5 separate regions of the Mus musculus genome follow, and regions 2, 3, 4 and 5 are each linked to region 1. A link is a contact called in public Hi-C, promoter capture Hi-C and targeted proximity ligation data. All regions are on one chromosome and are shown on one strand. The core of a region is the stretch at or near the end of the contact, and the rest is flanking DNA. Distances in the headings are between cores, read along the strand shown.

The links. Promoter capture Hi-C pulls out the DNA fragments that hold promoters and counts their contacts. Hi-C and Micro-C count contacts between places; a contact is called where the count stands out from the background.
Region 2: a contact with region 1 is called in a Hi-C map of B cells, with 10 read pairs. A contact is called at or near these places in 9 of 39 promoter capture datasets (the 3T3-L1 cell line, the C10 cell line, the SN4741 cell line and 5 more), 2 of 484 Hi-C or Micro-C datasets (B cells and ventral hippocampal neurons), 7 of 130 datasets of targeted methods (astrocytes, extraembryonic endoderm stem cells, large pre-B cells and 4 more) and 2 of 9 other capture datasets (adipose tissue and liver).
Region 3: a promoter capture Hi-C map of liver shows a contact between it and region 1, with 2.5 times the contacts expected there. A contact is called at or near these places in 5 of 39 promoter capture datasets (the 3T3-L1 cell line, hippocampal neurons, liver and 1 more), 1 of 130 datasets of targeted methods (embryonic stem cells) and 1 of 9 other capture datasets (adipose tissue).
Region 4: a Hi-C map of CD4 T cells shows a contact between it and region 1, with 9 times the contacts expected there. A contact is called at or near these places in 1 of 484 Hi-C or Micro-C datasets (CD4 T cells) and 1 of 130 datasets of targeted methods (thymic regulatory T cells).
Region 5: a contact with region 1 is called in a targeted proximity ligation map of astrocytes, with 4 times the contacts expected there. A contact is called at or near these places in 6 of 39 promoter capture datasets (the 3T3-L1 cell line, hippocampal neurons, liver and 1 more), 1 of 130 datasets of targeted methods (astrocytes) and 1 of 9 other capture datasets (adipose tissue).

Annotation. Positions count from the first base shown.
Region 1 is chr19:32,756,290-32,758,989 of GRCm38.p6, reverse strand. It overlaps Pten (phosphatase and tensin homolog), which reads right to left and starts at 1,413. Exons shown (of 9, transcript NM_008960.2): 1 at 467-1,413. The coding sequence starts at 545. It also overlaps the pseudogene Gm36566.
Region 2 is chr19:34,190,944-34,193,643 of GRCm38.p6, reverse strand. It overlaps Stambpl1 (STAM binding protein like 1), which reads right to left and starts at 1,415. Exons shown (of 11, transcript NM_029682.5): 1 at 1,013-1,415.
Region 3 is chr19:34,639,434-34,642,218 of GRCm38.p6, reverse strand. It overlaps Ifit1 (interferon-induced protein with tetratricopeptide repeats 1), which reads right to left and starts at 1,330. Exons shown (of 2, transcript NM_008331.3): 1 at 1,232-1,330. The coding sequence starts at 1,236. It also overlaps a transcript of Ifit1bl1 not described here and a transcript of Ifit1bl2 not described here.
Region 4 is chr19:31,081,441-31,084,173 of GRCm38.p6, reverse strand. Cstf2t (cleavage stimulation factor, 3' pre-RNA subunit 2, tau) reads right to left here and starts at 1,333. Exons shown (of 1, transcript NM_031249.2): 1 at 1-1,333. The coding sequence starts at 1,108. The region is part of intron 3 of Prkg1 (protein kinase, cGMP-dependent, type I); the gene reads left to right.
Region 5 is chr19:34,253,969-34,256,668 of GRCm38.p6, reverse strand. Acta2 (actin, alpha 2, smooth muscle, aorta) reads left to right here and starts at 1,296. Exons shown (of 9, transcript NM_007392.3): 1 at 1,296-1,379. It overlaps Gm31355 (a long non-coding RNA gene), which reads left to right. Exons shown (of 4, transcript XR_386664.1): 4 at 1-33.

The DNA of each region.
Region 1 (2,700 bases), core at 164-2,663:
TCACTGCAAGATTCTGAGGCAACATGCCTACGTGCAGCACGGACTTTCATTTTAATCTCATCTACACCCTAGATCTAGGGCCCAAGTCACGATCTAATCGAAATATGCACAACCCAAAGCGTCTATTTTTTTTTTTTTTTTTAGTTCATTTAGAAGGCTGGATTGACGAGCTCGCTAATCCAGTGTACAGTACTCTGTATTACCGGACAATAGATTTTAAGAAGAGACCACAGAGCTCGACAAGAAAACAATCCGTGCCTTGACACTTGCAAGGAGGCATGAGTTCCGTCTAGCCGAACACTCCCTAGGTTGAATACACTGGAAGAGACACAATATGCACGATCTAGAAATGCGCCCAGAATTAAACGTTATAGTCACCCCAACTACAGAAATTTTTCGCATCCGTCTACTCCCACGTTATCAGAGTGACAGAAAAGCAAAGAGGAACAGCCGCAGAAATGGATACAGGTCAAGTCTAAGTCGAATCCATCCTCTTGATATCTCCTTTTGTTTCTGCTAACGATCTCTTTGATGATGGCTGTCATGTCTGGGAGCCTGTGGCTGAAGAAAAAGGAGGAGAGAGATGGCAGAAGCTGCTGGTGGCGAGGCTTCTTCTGCAGGATGGAAATGGCTCTGGACTTGGCGGTCGCTGATGCCCCTCGCTCTGCTGCCGCTTGGCCCTGGACCGCAGCCGGGTAATGGCTGCTGCGGCGGCTGCTGGATGGTTGCAGAGACTGGGCCTGCTTCTCCTCAGCAGCCAGAGGCCTGGCAGCCGAGGCAGCGGAATGGGGAGAAGACGGATAATCCTCGCAGCGGCTGCCTCCTCCGGCGGCCTCCGGAGCCCGGGCCAGGGGGGGTGCGGCGGCGGCGGACGGGAGGCTTAACACCGGCCCGGGTCCCTGGACGTGCCGCCGCCGCCGCCGCCGTGTTGGAGGCAGGAGAAGGGGAGAGAGCAACTCTCCGGCGTTCCCAGCCCTGGCAATGGTGACAGGCGACTCCGACCCCCTCCCCGGAGCCGCGGCCGCCGCCGCCGCTTCTCCCCCCCGCTCCAGGAGCGGGAGGTGCAGCCGCCGAGCCTGCGCCGGCTCCCGCTCGAGCCCACGGCTTCTTCCACCGTCTCTCTCCGAAGCTGCTCAGAAGCTGCCCGGTTAGAACAGACGACGAGGAGGCGAGGCCCGCCGCCGCTGCCGCCGCCGCCGCCCGGCCGGCTCCCCGAGGGCGCTGCCCCCGCGGCTGCTCACAGGCGCTGAGAGGGGCTCTGGGCCGTGGCCGCCGCCGTCTCTCATCTCCCTCGCCTGCGCCGGGCCTGGCCTCACAGCGGCTCAACTCTCAAACTTCCATCATGGCTGCAGCTTCCGAGAGGAGAGAGCTGAGCGCAGCCGCGTCCCGACGCCCAAGCGCGTATCCTGCCGCAGTGCACAAAGAGTCCCGCCACATCACCGTGCGCCGGCCAGCCCGCCCCCTCCGCCGCCCCGCCGGGAGAGCAGGGCGCCTCGGAAAGCCGGAGGGGAGGCGGGAGGCGGGCGGGAGGCGGGCGCTGAGCCGGGGACGGGGCGGGGCGGGGCGGGGCGTCGGAAGGGACAGGGGCGGGGAACGCCGCGGAGCATGCCCAGTGTGTCCGCGGCTCGCTCCCGGAGCTACGCCGGCTTTGGCCTCAGCGCAGAGAGACCCGGCAAAGGTACAACAGGCTGGGGCCGAGTGAGGGTGCGCTGAGCACAATCGCTGACCGCTCACAGGTGGATCGCACTAGCTGACCGCCTTGGTCGGTGCTCCGGGAGCCTCAGGGGCAGGATTATCCTTCCTGCGTCTGTCCCTGCGTTTCTTCGGAACGGCTTTCATTCCCTGCCCTGCGCTGTGGTCAGATTGCAGTGCTTCGCTAGGATTTGTCGGCGACAGTCTTTACCTAGATAACACACCTCTCCCCCTCACGGTGTCCTCAAGGTGTCAGTCTTTGCACAAAGAACAACCCCTATTGTGTCTCCCGCGTGGGTCACCTCATCGGGCTCCGGTTCCCTGCCCCGCCTCTTGCTTCCCAGGCAGCTGGGTTCATTTGCCCGAAAGATGAACGCTCCCAGCCAAGCATGATGATTGTGCATACGGGGCGTGTACATTCACATCTCCCCTGAGTTTCCAGGGCCCAAAGGACACCCCTGGTTGGACAAAGTGGGTCTCCGTGAATAGAGTGCACCTCACACACACCCCTCCACCGCCCGGTGATGAGACCCGCAGCTCCCCGCAGCGGTGGGTCTACCGGATCACAGCCAAGCTCAGTCTTCAAAGAGCTAAGCCCCCACCCCCAATCCCCACTTCGTGGCCGCTATGAAAACCCGGCAGAATTGGATCGCGATGGCCAGGTTCTGACCCTGTCGGACCTTGCATGTTCGAGGACCCGGTTACTGAGCCCGGGTGTGGAGTATGGGACGTTCGGAAGCTGCAGCCAGCGAGTGGGCGGGGCGAGCAGGCCTGGGAGGGCTCAAAGGCGAGGTGGAAGGATACATGAGCCGCGGTCGGAACTACTTTCAGGAGGAGGTCACGTGTGGTCCTAGTTGGGGAACTTTCCAAATTCCCATTCCCCTATCTGTGTGCTCCTGGGGCAGGAGCTTGGTCCCCTCTGCTCTATTAGGTGATCGCCCCCGCCTCCTTCTCCCGTGTGGTCTGCTGGACCCCTCTCTTGCCGGATCGGAGCAGAGAATAGCATCC
Region 2 (2,700 bases), core at 166-2,665, 1.4 Mb before region 1:
AGTCTACTGCTCAGACATTAATGTGTTTAAAATGAACACATATTTACAGTGGACTTAAACAATGCCCAGCAGAGTCTAGTTACAGAGTACATTTATAAAAATCAAATTAGCGTCTGTCAGAAATACAAAAAAACTGCCCATGGAAACGGGTCTGGAAACAAGTACTACTTACAAATTGAAACCGGAAGTCAAACATTCAAGTGTTAATTTTTGTCTGCTCTCAGGAGTCGGTATTGACCTTGACAGAAGCTCAGATTAACCTTATTTCTGGAGACACTTTTGAAACTCAAGACTTCGTTTAATTTTCGTGGCTAGCAGGATGTCTGGAAAGCAGCGTGCTCACTAGGGCTTACTAGTGACCAAACACTCGTTTCGGGAAGACAGACAGGCCCCTCCCCCTCACACAACCTAGAGATTTTTTTTTCCCCAATCCTCTAAATTAGATTCTGTTTCTTGAATTACTCCTTCATTTTTTTTTTCTTTTTCTTTTACATTTCAATTAACCACAGCACTTCGGACTCTAGACTGTCAGCAGTTATTTCGACGAGTTCTGGAAAATTATGTTTTAATAGCATTGCATCTTTTTGCGCATTTCCCTTGAGGCTTCCAGCGAGCAATCAAGTTATTCCAGTAAGAGAATATGTCTCACGAGGCTAAAGGGCATCAATGCAACATCTAGAAAGTCCTTTCCTCCCCTTACCCTCTAGTATGAAGGTGCTTTTACCAGTTTCTCGCCCCTCCCTCCTTGACATCCCGCGCAGCCGACGTGGAGCCCCACGCAAAACCAGTGAGGTGGGCTCTTGGAATCCTGACATCATCTGCAAGGATGCATTCCAAGTATGAACCAGAAAAGCACGCGCAGCCGGGTCCAGGTCACCGCCCCAGGGCCAAGAGACCAGGAACCACAGCCTCCGCCTTCCTGGGCGAGAAGAAGCTAACCCTAGAGCGGGATAGGGGCGCGTGGGGGCGGGGACCGCAGGGCGACAGGAAGCCACTCGTCATCACCACTCACCTCGGGGCCAGCGGGCACACGTGTGGGGCCACTCACCAGCAGTCGTGCGCGTCCGGAGCTTGTGTGGGATGACGACTGCGACGACTGTCCCTGCGCGGGCCGCGTGGCTCGGGCATCCGTGTGGCCTCTGCAGCCCGGGCGGCAGCGGCTGCTCCGCAAGGCACCGGCGCTTGGTGACGGTGGCACCAGGCTGTGAGTCGCTCCCAGGCTGGTCTAGTCCGGGCCTCTGGGTTCTCTTTGCTCTTGGTCGGTCGAGCTCTGATGCCTTCCGTGGCTTGGACTCTCTCTTCTGTCTGGCGGGACAGCCCCAGCTCCCTTGCAAAACAACGCACAGGCCAATGGCCTCTGAATCTCTGCCGCAGCAACGTAGGGAATGAAATTGTCACAGCGATGGTCCGCCCCCTCCCCCTTCCCCGGCCCCTGGGTGCGGCCTCCGCCTCTGCCTCCGCCCCCTCTGTAGCCACAGCTTCCCACGTGCTGCAAAAAAACCTCTGGGGTGGCGGGTCCCTGCGGAGGGCCTATGGCCAGATGGAAATGGCTGCTTGTGATTTAACCCCCGGTCTACCTGCATACTCGTTGCCCTAGGTTGGACCACCTGGACAGCCCAGTGAATTATCAACTTGGCCTAGAAGCTGGGAAAATGGCTGGGCGACTCCAAAAACTGCAGAGCACGCAAGCTGTCATGAAGCTGAATTTGCCAATGTAATGGTTTAGCTATAGGATTACAGCTTATGTAGGAATCCCATTTTGAGATTTAACCGTGACTAAGCGCTGCCGCCGTGAAACACTCCCCCTCTCCCCACCTTCTTGAACTAGGAAAATACAAACGGTTAGCTCCTTACCATTACTATAGTGTCACCATTATAATGCAGTGTCTTTAATATGGCCATAGACCTGAGCCAGACACAGTGCACGCAACGATTCATATTCACTACAGTCCCGTATACAAAAGCTGCATCTTATATGTTTTCCATGAGTAAGACAGAGACAAGTAAAATTATTTATCTGCGAGTTTTAAATCAGCTGCGTAGTAGTGGAAGGCATGCTGTTAGCGTGGAGAGTGTGGAGGAAGGGGAGAAAGGATGAAGGGAGCTGGAAGAATCCATTCTGATTTGACATCCGTGCTAGCAAGTTTTATAGAAACTTGACACAAGATAGAGCCATCTGAGAAGAGAGAACCTGATTTGAGAAAATGCCTTCACAATATGGGGGGCCTTAGGCAAGCCTGTAGGGCGTCTTCTTAATTAGTAATTAGTGTGGGAGGGTACCAGCACATTGTGGGTGGTGCCACTCCTCGACAGGTGATCCTAGGTGCTGTAAGAAAGCCGAGCAAGCCAAGGGGAGCAAGTCAGTAAGCAGCACTCTAGGGGGCCAGGGGGGGTTTCTCTTTCTCCCCCAACTCCCCGCGATGGCTTCTACATCAGGCCCTGCTTCCAGATTCTAATCCTGCTTGAGTTTCTGCCTTGACATCCTTCAAGAATGGACTGCACTGTGGTAGTGAAATAAGCCCTTTCCTCCCTAAGTTGATTTTTGTCTTGCTGCTTTGTCACAGTGATTGAAACTCTTAAGTAAGAAGACCTCAAAAGCTGCTTCTTCGAGGGAGCAGTACCAACTCGCCAACATTTTAAGAACACTGTCACTGTTGATGAGCTGGGGGTTTCCAGCTTCGGTGGGAACCCAGCTCCAAG
Region 3 (2,785 bases), core at 81-2,580, 1.9 Mb before region 1:
GAAGGTCTGCCTTGACTGGGAGGCTCACAAGGATCCTTCTGGGCTCTCTGTCTTGAGGTGGAGGTACATGCACCTATGCATAGCATCTGCTCTACCTTACCAAACTTCTTCTTACCTTCTGGACCAATTGACTTCAGAAGGGCAATAGGAGTAGGGGGCCCACAGGCTCAAGGGATCAGAGGTGACCTGATTCCCTAGGTCTCAGAGGTAGGCAGGAGAGCCTTTTTTCTTGTTAGTTATATGCTCTATTCCTCTGAACAGTTGCAAAACACAGATGTTCCATATCTCCATACTCAGGCTCAGGGTGTGATGTAGTGCCCCATGCACCATCTATTAAATCTGGAACCACTGGTTGGTGGTACTGTATCAATCACATTATCTTCCTGGTGATGTGTGGGGCCCTTGACTCAGGTATAGAACTTTTACCCACCATACCCTAAGCCTCAGTTGTGTGCCCACCGAGTCTCTGGGTCTCTACTTGCTCTACCTTATCAAACTTCCTGACATGGCTTTATATAACATATATTCATATATATTTATTCATATATATTTAGTTTCTTGGCCAAAAGGTTTTAATACCTCTTGTCAGAGAGAATAGAATTGACACATTTTTGTTTCTTAATCCTGGGGGGGGGGGGGGCGCGGGGAGGGAGGGAGGGAGAGAGGGAGGGAGGGAGAGAGAGAGAGAGAGAGAGAGGTGTTGCCCTGGCTATTTGTTTAGCCAGCCAGGGATGGGAATGAATGCGCCTGGAACAGAAAGCTTGAACAGCATTTCAAGAGGTCCATTGAGGGATAGGCTGGAAGATTCTGAGGACATGCTGGAACATTCTAAGGACTATGTCCTCAGAAGATCAGAAGGAGCATACTCTAACCTGCTGCTCACTTTTGGAGCACCAAGTGGGCACTGGTGGTCCTTTATTCCATTCCAGAGGGCCTGTTTGGTAATCATCTTTGTTTGTGAGCCGAGCATGCACTAAATTCTCTCCCAGGTACGTCCTACTACATGCTGTGAGACAGCCTTAAAAATCAAAACAAGCTTCCAGTCACACATCCAGCACCAGGCACACAGCTTAGTGGGGGCATTAAGCAAACTCCCTGGACCCTCAGGACAATTAGCATCCTTGTTCCCCATCAGCAGTAGAAAGAGAAGCTAGAGGCACACTCAGAAACAGCCACTAGCAAACGTCTGTGTCCTGGGTTCCCTCAGAGTGGAGAACAGGGAAATCCTTACCCCATGGTTGCTGTAAAGGTGGTAGCTGTTCTCTGGGTTTTCAGCAGAGCAGAACTCCTCAGAAACCTGCCTTGACTCTCTGCTCTCTTGCAGACTGTCACACCAACTGGAAGCTCAGGTTTTTTTTAAAGGGCTGGGTGAGCTAGGGGGTGTGCTCTTTTCAGTCAGCAGTGAGAAACTGAAACTGAGACTGGAAAGTGAAACTGAAGCCTGCAGTTTATCCAGGGAGACGCACTGTGGGGCACTGTGGGGTTTGCCCTACTGCATTCTCCACTGAAATCGATGAGGAGAAGGCTCTGAAACGGATACAGACATGTCGGATCCAGACTGCTGTCCAGAGAGAGAGAGTGAGACATCCCTGCCACCCAGAGACTCTTATCTGTTAGGTAGGGGCTGATGGAGGTGATACAGATAAAATGGAAAGCAGACTGGCATCTTCAGAAGCAGTGTTGTTCTTTCTTCCAAGCAACTGAAGGTCTGCAGTTCCTCCTTGGAAGTGAGACTTTCCCATGTGGCACTAGGGGGTCTTAGGATGGCAAAGGGAAAGTTTGGGACTGGAAGAGTGAGTTCTCATGCATTGTGGAAGTGGAAGAAGATACTAGCTGGTTTGTTGTGTGTCTATCCTTAGCATCTTCCACAGATGTCATTATTCACCTGCATTGACTGGTCCATAGCTTCCCAGCCTATCCGAAGCCTTAGGAATACAGTCTTTATAAACCAGGACAGTTTCCCATTGCCCAGAGAGCTGTAGAGCCATGCTTTGTGTTAACTTCTCCTGAGGTGACTCTAAAGGGTTCTTTCCACCAATCATAGTCATGTTAACAAGAACCAAACATGGAATCCCTAAAGGGTGATGGTTATTCAGAGCCTTGATGCTATCCCACTAATAGCAAGGCTACTAGATGGGTCAGTGGTTAAGAGCACTCACTGCTCTTCTAGAGGTCTTGAGTTCAGTTCCCAGCAACCACATGGTGGCTCACAAGTATCTGTAATAGGATTAAATGCCCTCTTCTGGTGTGTCTGAAGACAACTACAGTGTGTTCATACACGTAAAATAAATACCATTTTAAGGGCTAATAGCAATCTAGGGAACTACAGACAGTGGGGCTCACACTGTTTCAGGTTGAGGTCAAATACTTTAGTCTGTTGTCTTGGTTAACCTGTAATCTCAGCCTTTATTGCTGTCTAGTTCCTTATCCTGACCTTTGATGTCTAGGTCCTCAAATTCAGCTCATCCTTCTCACCTCCATATATTAAAAATATTGAAAGAAGTTAAACATCTAATCCCATCTCCTTGATATAGTGCTAGCCTCTCCTGAGAGTTATCTTTGACCAGGTAGGTACAGCCCTAACCCCCCCCCCCCATCAGCTGACACCAAGACAGGAGTTGGCCCTCTGGTCACTTTCTCCAGTAAAGTTTAATTTTAGAGAACCTAGAGTTATGTGTCAGTCAGATAACTAGGTATATGTTAGAGAGTTAAAGTGTTTGCTATCAAGCCTGACTCCTGGGTTCAGTCCCCTGACTCCGTGCTGGCAGAGAAGAACTAAATCTAG
Region 4 (2,733 bases), core at 84-2,583, 1.7 Mb after region 1:
GGGGTGGTCCCATATAGCCCCTGGGCTCTACTTCTCCAGTCACTGAGAGCAAAGTCCCTCCACGTGGGTCATTTGGAGCATCTCCCAGTAGTCCTCGAGGAGGTATGCCACCAGAAGGCATGGGTCCACGAGGCATCGGAGGTCTAGGATCTGATATCTGCATCTGTCCTCGCTCCAGGGGCACTGGACCAACCACTGGCATGCCAACTTGTGGCTGCATTGCTCCTCCTGGAGTTAAGGAACCAGGTCCAGGTCCAGGAACTGCAGCTGGTATTGGCCCCGGAGCTGGAATTCCTCCCTGGATAGAGGTCTGCATCAGAGGTGGAATGTCCTTCACAGGTCTTCTTGGCAGATGCTGAGGCTGAGGGGCAGGAGGATTCTGTTGGTTCAACATGACGTTAGGTCCCGGGCAGAGGCCAGGGGCAGGGCCGGGGCCAGGGCCGCCAGGCCCACTAGGCCCAGGCCCACCAGGGCCAGGCCCAGAGACCGGCTGAGATTTGCCTGGGATCAGTGGTGTGACATGTATCTTACGATGCAAAATTTTCAGTGCAATCTCTGGATCCATGATTCTCATCACCACTTGTGCCTGCAGCAAAGCATACGCCAACTGTGGGTTCTGAAGTAGCATGTTTCGAGCTTCCTGGTGACTGTTCTGGACACACAACTTCATCTGCTTCATGAGCTCAAACATCTGCTCTGGGGGCAAGCTGGCGACTGCTCTAGTAATCGATTCTGGAGCATCTTCTGGGTCGATAGGGTCCCCATAGGGGGAGTCAATGATGGGGGCCGCCGGGCCTAAGCTCTTTAACTCCTCCTTGTTCTTTTCGCTGGCGGCATTGTCCACCCGAAGCGCTCTCCCACTAAACTCTCGCCCATTGAGGTTTCGCATGGCACTGAGCGCAGTCTCCTGGTCTTGGTACTCGCAGAAGCCATAACCCTTGGGCTTCCCAGTCTCTCTATCGTAGACGAGACGGAAACTGACAACTGAACCAACCTCTGAGAAAATGTCCTTTAACTGCTCCTCCGTCGCCTCATACGGAATGTTCCCCACGAACACCGAACGCAGCGATCGATCCATGGCTGGGTCTCTGACCGCCAAACTCGACATGATTGCTGCCGAGAGGACAGCGGAGATTGAATTCGTCTAAGGGTCGTCCTCTGGCGAACCACACTTCCGCTCTGTAACGGAAGCAGATAGCAAGCTCCGGACAGAAACCTTTCTGTTAGGAATCTGTAGTTCCGTTAGGCCGCAGACACTGCTTCCTGAGACCGGACTAATTTATCTAACGCCTTCCGCCCCGGGCCGTGAGCTCGGTTGTCCGCGCCTACTTACTGACAACAGGATTCCGTTCCATGGTCCTATTGGTCGAGTTTTCCCGGCGTCCCGCCCCCGCTTCCTGCGGGCACAGGATGCACTACGACTGACCTCATTAAAAATGGCCGATCGGGCTTCCATGGGGTAACCGGCAGCGTCTGTGTTTCCACACACTCGGGGCTGTTTTCATTGCGTTCCACCGGCGGGAAACCGCAAGCCGGAAGCTGATTTAAGGCTTAATGTGTTTTCACAGCTTTCGTTTAGTGTAGGATAATAGAAATATTTAAAATTATATCCAATATTATGAGGTAAAAATATTGTTATTTATCCCTTAAAATAGCTTAACAACATTAAACATAATTATCGCAAAGATAAAATAGCGCTTCTGTCAGCCGCAGCCCCGCCCCCAAGCTATGGCTTGTTCAAACTGTTACCAAGTCCAGGGTCTTCCCTGGTATCTTCTGTGTGCGCAGGTTGTTGTGTGATCATTTCTCTCTCCCCTTACAAATTTTAATTGACATCAATGCTAAAGTGGAATTAACTAAAAAGTATGACTGCAGAGTCTGGATTAATCGACTAAACTTTTATTGTACACATATAAGTAGTTGTGATTTTATTTATTATTTAGAGACAAGGTCTCTATGTAGTCCTATCCTGGAGCGCAGGCTGACCTCCAGCTCCCAGAATCCTCCGCTGGGCTTAAAGGTGTGCACCACCACCGCCCACTTCTCTTGCCAGTTTTGTACTTTAAATACTGCCATTTTATTTTAAATGACCAAACATAATTTTCACTGTTTTAACTTGGAAAAAAATTCAAAAAATATCATGGTTTATATTTTGTTTTGTTCTTGGTTTTGTTTTTGTTTTTTGAGACAGAGTTTGTCTGTGTAGCCCTGGCTGCCCTAGAACTTAGTCTGTAGATGAGGCTGGCGTTGAACTCAAGAGATCCACCTACCTCTGCCTTCCAAGTGCTGGGCTTAAAGGAGTGGGCCACTACACCCAGATATGTGTTATGTTAATGTAGATGGTATATTTTTACATTCAGTTGTCAATTAATTCAATAAATTAAGTTATCAGGTATACTAAAACAAATTTTGTTATTTTAATACAGGGCCCTTCTACAGCCCAGGTTGGCCTGAAAAATTCACTGTGTATGTAGTTTAAGCTGTCTTCAAATTTGCAATCCTCCTGCTTCTCCCAGTGTATGCTGGGATTAGAGGCAAGCACCACAAGCCTTATCTTTACCTGATGGTCAAAGAAAACACAGTAACCAACAAACAAAGCAACACGTGGGGCCTATGAGATACTTAAAGGTTTTAAAACATTAAATAAAACATTCACCATAAATTAGGCATGGCGGCTCATCTTTAATCCTAGCACTTGGGATACTTCCAGGACATCCCGGAGCTCTTTATGTC
Region 5 (2,700 bases), core at 47-2,546, 1.5 Mb before region 1:
ATGGAATTTTGCTTTACACGATGCCTATGATAAGGACCCATTGGATTAATCATAAATGTCCTACTCTGTCTTATACTATGCGATCTCTGTATTTGAGCAGACAATGTATTTCTTAGTCGATAGAAACCAGATACAGAGTAGAAAACTCTTGAGCAACACAAAGAAACCACATCATTGTTTAGCAACTATTAGATTCTCCTAAGAGTCACCAGTGTAATTTCTCAAAGAAAACTATGCATGCGCTCAGGTGGACACCATAAAACAAGTGCATGAGCCGTGGGAGCGTGAGTGGACAGCTGCTGCCATTCACCCTGGGGTTTCCCTAACATGTGCACAGTTCAGAAGCACTCCCAGAATCCATCCAAAATATCTCTATCGTGAATGGAATCAGAACCTTGGCTTGCAGGAGGAAAGTACAGAAATGTAAAGTCACTGACTGTCCATCAAAGCCAACGATCTGATGCCTTTGAAGAATGATAGGGTCACTTGAGGTCACTTGATCTCTGTTTCTGTCCAGTGGGCTCATAGTCATGGAGGAGAGTGAGCAGGCTTCATTTCAACATTTCAAATTTCTTTTACAAAGTTTTTTTTTTTTATTTTTTTATGACAGGGTGACTGGTGATCTCTGTGGGCAAAGGATGGTCCTTAATCATGCTGTTAAGGGTCAGTAAAAAGCCAGCAACATGCGGAATGTTAAGGGTTAAAGCAGTTACAGTGATTCTGACTTCTAAGTTACTCTTTGGGCAACACAGGCTGGTTAATCCTCACTACATACTTCAGTTCCTGGTTTCATTACTACAACACAAAGACACAATGTATAAGTACAATGTAGCTTCCATAAAAACATGACTCCTCTGCATATTTATGGGTGACTCGAAGCATCTTTTGATCTAGGCTACCTTTTGCAACAGTGTTGCTTAAAAATCGCAGCTAGTCAGAGACAGGCCCTTCCTTATCCAAGTCCTCAGCTAATGGCCCAAAAGACTAGCCAGACAGGGGCTGGCATCTTCTGAGGAATGTGCAAACCGTGCCTGCGTCTGTCCCATGACACTAGCCCAGTGTCTGGGCATTTGAGCAGTTGTTCTGAGGGCTTAGGATGTTTATCCCCATAAGCAGCTGAGCTGCCTCCTGTTTCGGGAGCAGAACAGAGGAATGCAGTGGAAGAGACCCAGGCCTCTGGCCACCCAGATTAGAGAGTTTTGTGCTGAGGTCCCTATATGGTTGTGTTAGAGTGAACGGCCAGCTTCAGCCCGTCTTTGCTCCTTGTTTGGGAAGCGAGTGGGAGGGGATCAGAGCAAGGGGCTATATAACCCTTCAGCGTTCAGCCTCCCGGGACACCACCCACCCAGAGTGGAGAAGCCCAGCCAGTCGCTGTCAGGGTAAGTAGCCCCAGCCCAGGGATATGACTTCGAGTTTTCCCAGGCTCTTTTATCATCCAATGTAGCCAGACATTGTCTGTGGGAATCTGAATGACTCACGTGTTTTGAATTTTTGAATAAAGATTTATACTGTTAAAATGATTGTAGCTTTTTAGCTTGCATGATTTTACATCCGAATAGGGCTGATTTACTGGAAACAACGCTTGATTTACTGGAAAAGGAAATGGATAGAAAATTAAAGTTTGTTCATGTGTGTCATCTGCAAAACCTGTTTACACTAAACCAACTGCTCTGATCCCGCAGCGTACTGTAGGGGTGGAGTCTAGCTGTATGTGGTAAATTATACGTTTGTTTCTACTTAGGCAAAAGTTGGAAACTTTTGGATGTATCATGATGTAGCATGAGGTATTTAGTGCAGCTGAGGTAACTGGAAGTGAATATCAGGAATGAACTGAGGTAGTTGCCTGCTCTCTGATGTTGGCTGAGTGGACGCATTGCTTCTGGGTTTCCGGGGCTCTAAGAGCTGGTGTCCTATGCTGGAAATGTGTATCTTGTGAGTGTGTTGGTGCCCTTACAAGTCAGACCTATGCCATTGGTCATTTGCAGCATAGCATAGCTTTTCTACTTTCTGCAAAGAAAGGAGGAAGTGTCTCATCCAGGGGAGATCTGATTTGCATTTCTCTGCCTCACGTGTCCCTCAGCCGCTTAAGTATCTGTGGAACCAGCCTTGCCACCCCACATTGTAACTCAGGGCTCGGTAGCTTCATCAGGGAATGGAGTTTTCTCGATAAGATTTTCCTCCTGTTTTGTGATTCATGACTAAATATGGTTTGCATTTGAGACTCATAAGCTGGGAAGGGTACTGTCCTTTCCTCCCCTCCCCCCTCCCCCCAACAATTCATTTTTGGCACCAGATGAGCTCCACTGGGCTGCACCAAACTCCCCGCCCCGGTGCAGTTCCAAAAGCAGAGGCTGGAGCCCAGTGTGTTTTACCTAATTAGGAAATGCTCCCCGCTTCAAACCGAGCTGCTCATTCAGGTTAGATAAGAGTTGCAAACCACAGCGGCTGCGTCCTCTGGAAACACACAGACTTCTTCTCCAGTGACAACGCTCCTTTCAGAGCTTAATAAGACAATTTTTTCCTGGATATTTTTGATGAAATAGAAATACATCTTTACGGAATTTGACAGTATTTTTTCCTGCATTTTTTTAAAAACCAGGTAGCTTATTTTTCTGAATATACTAAGGCACAACCTTAAGCCATCCTGCCCAACAAAAAGTTTATGTGGGTTATCCTTCCCCATTTTCAGAGGGTATCCTA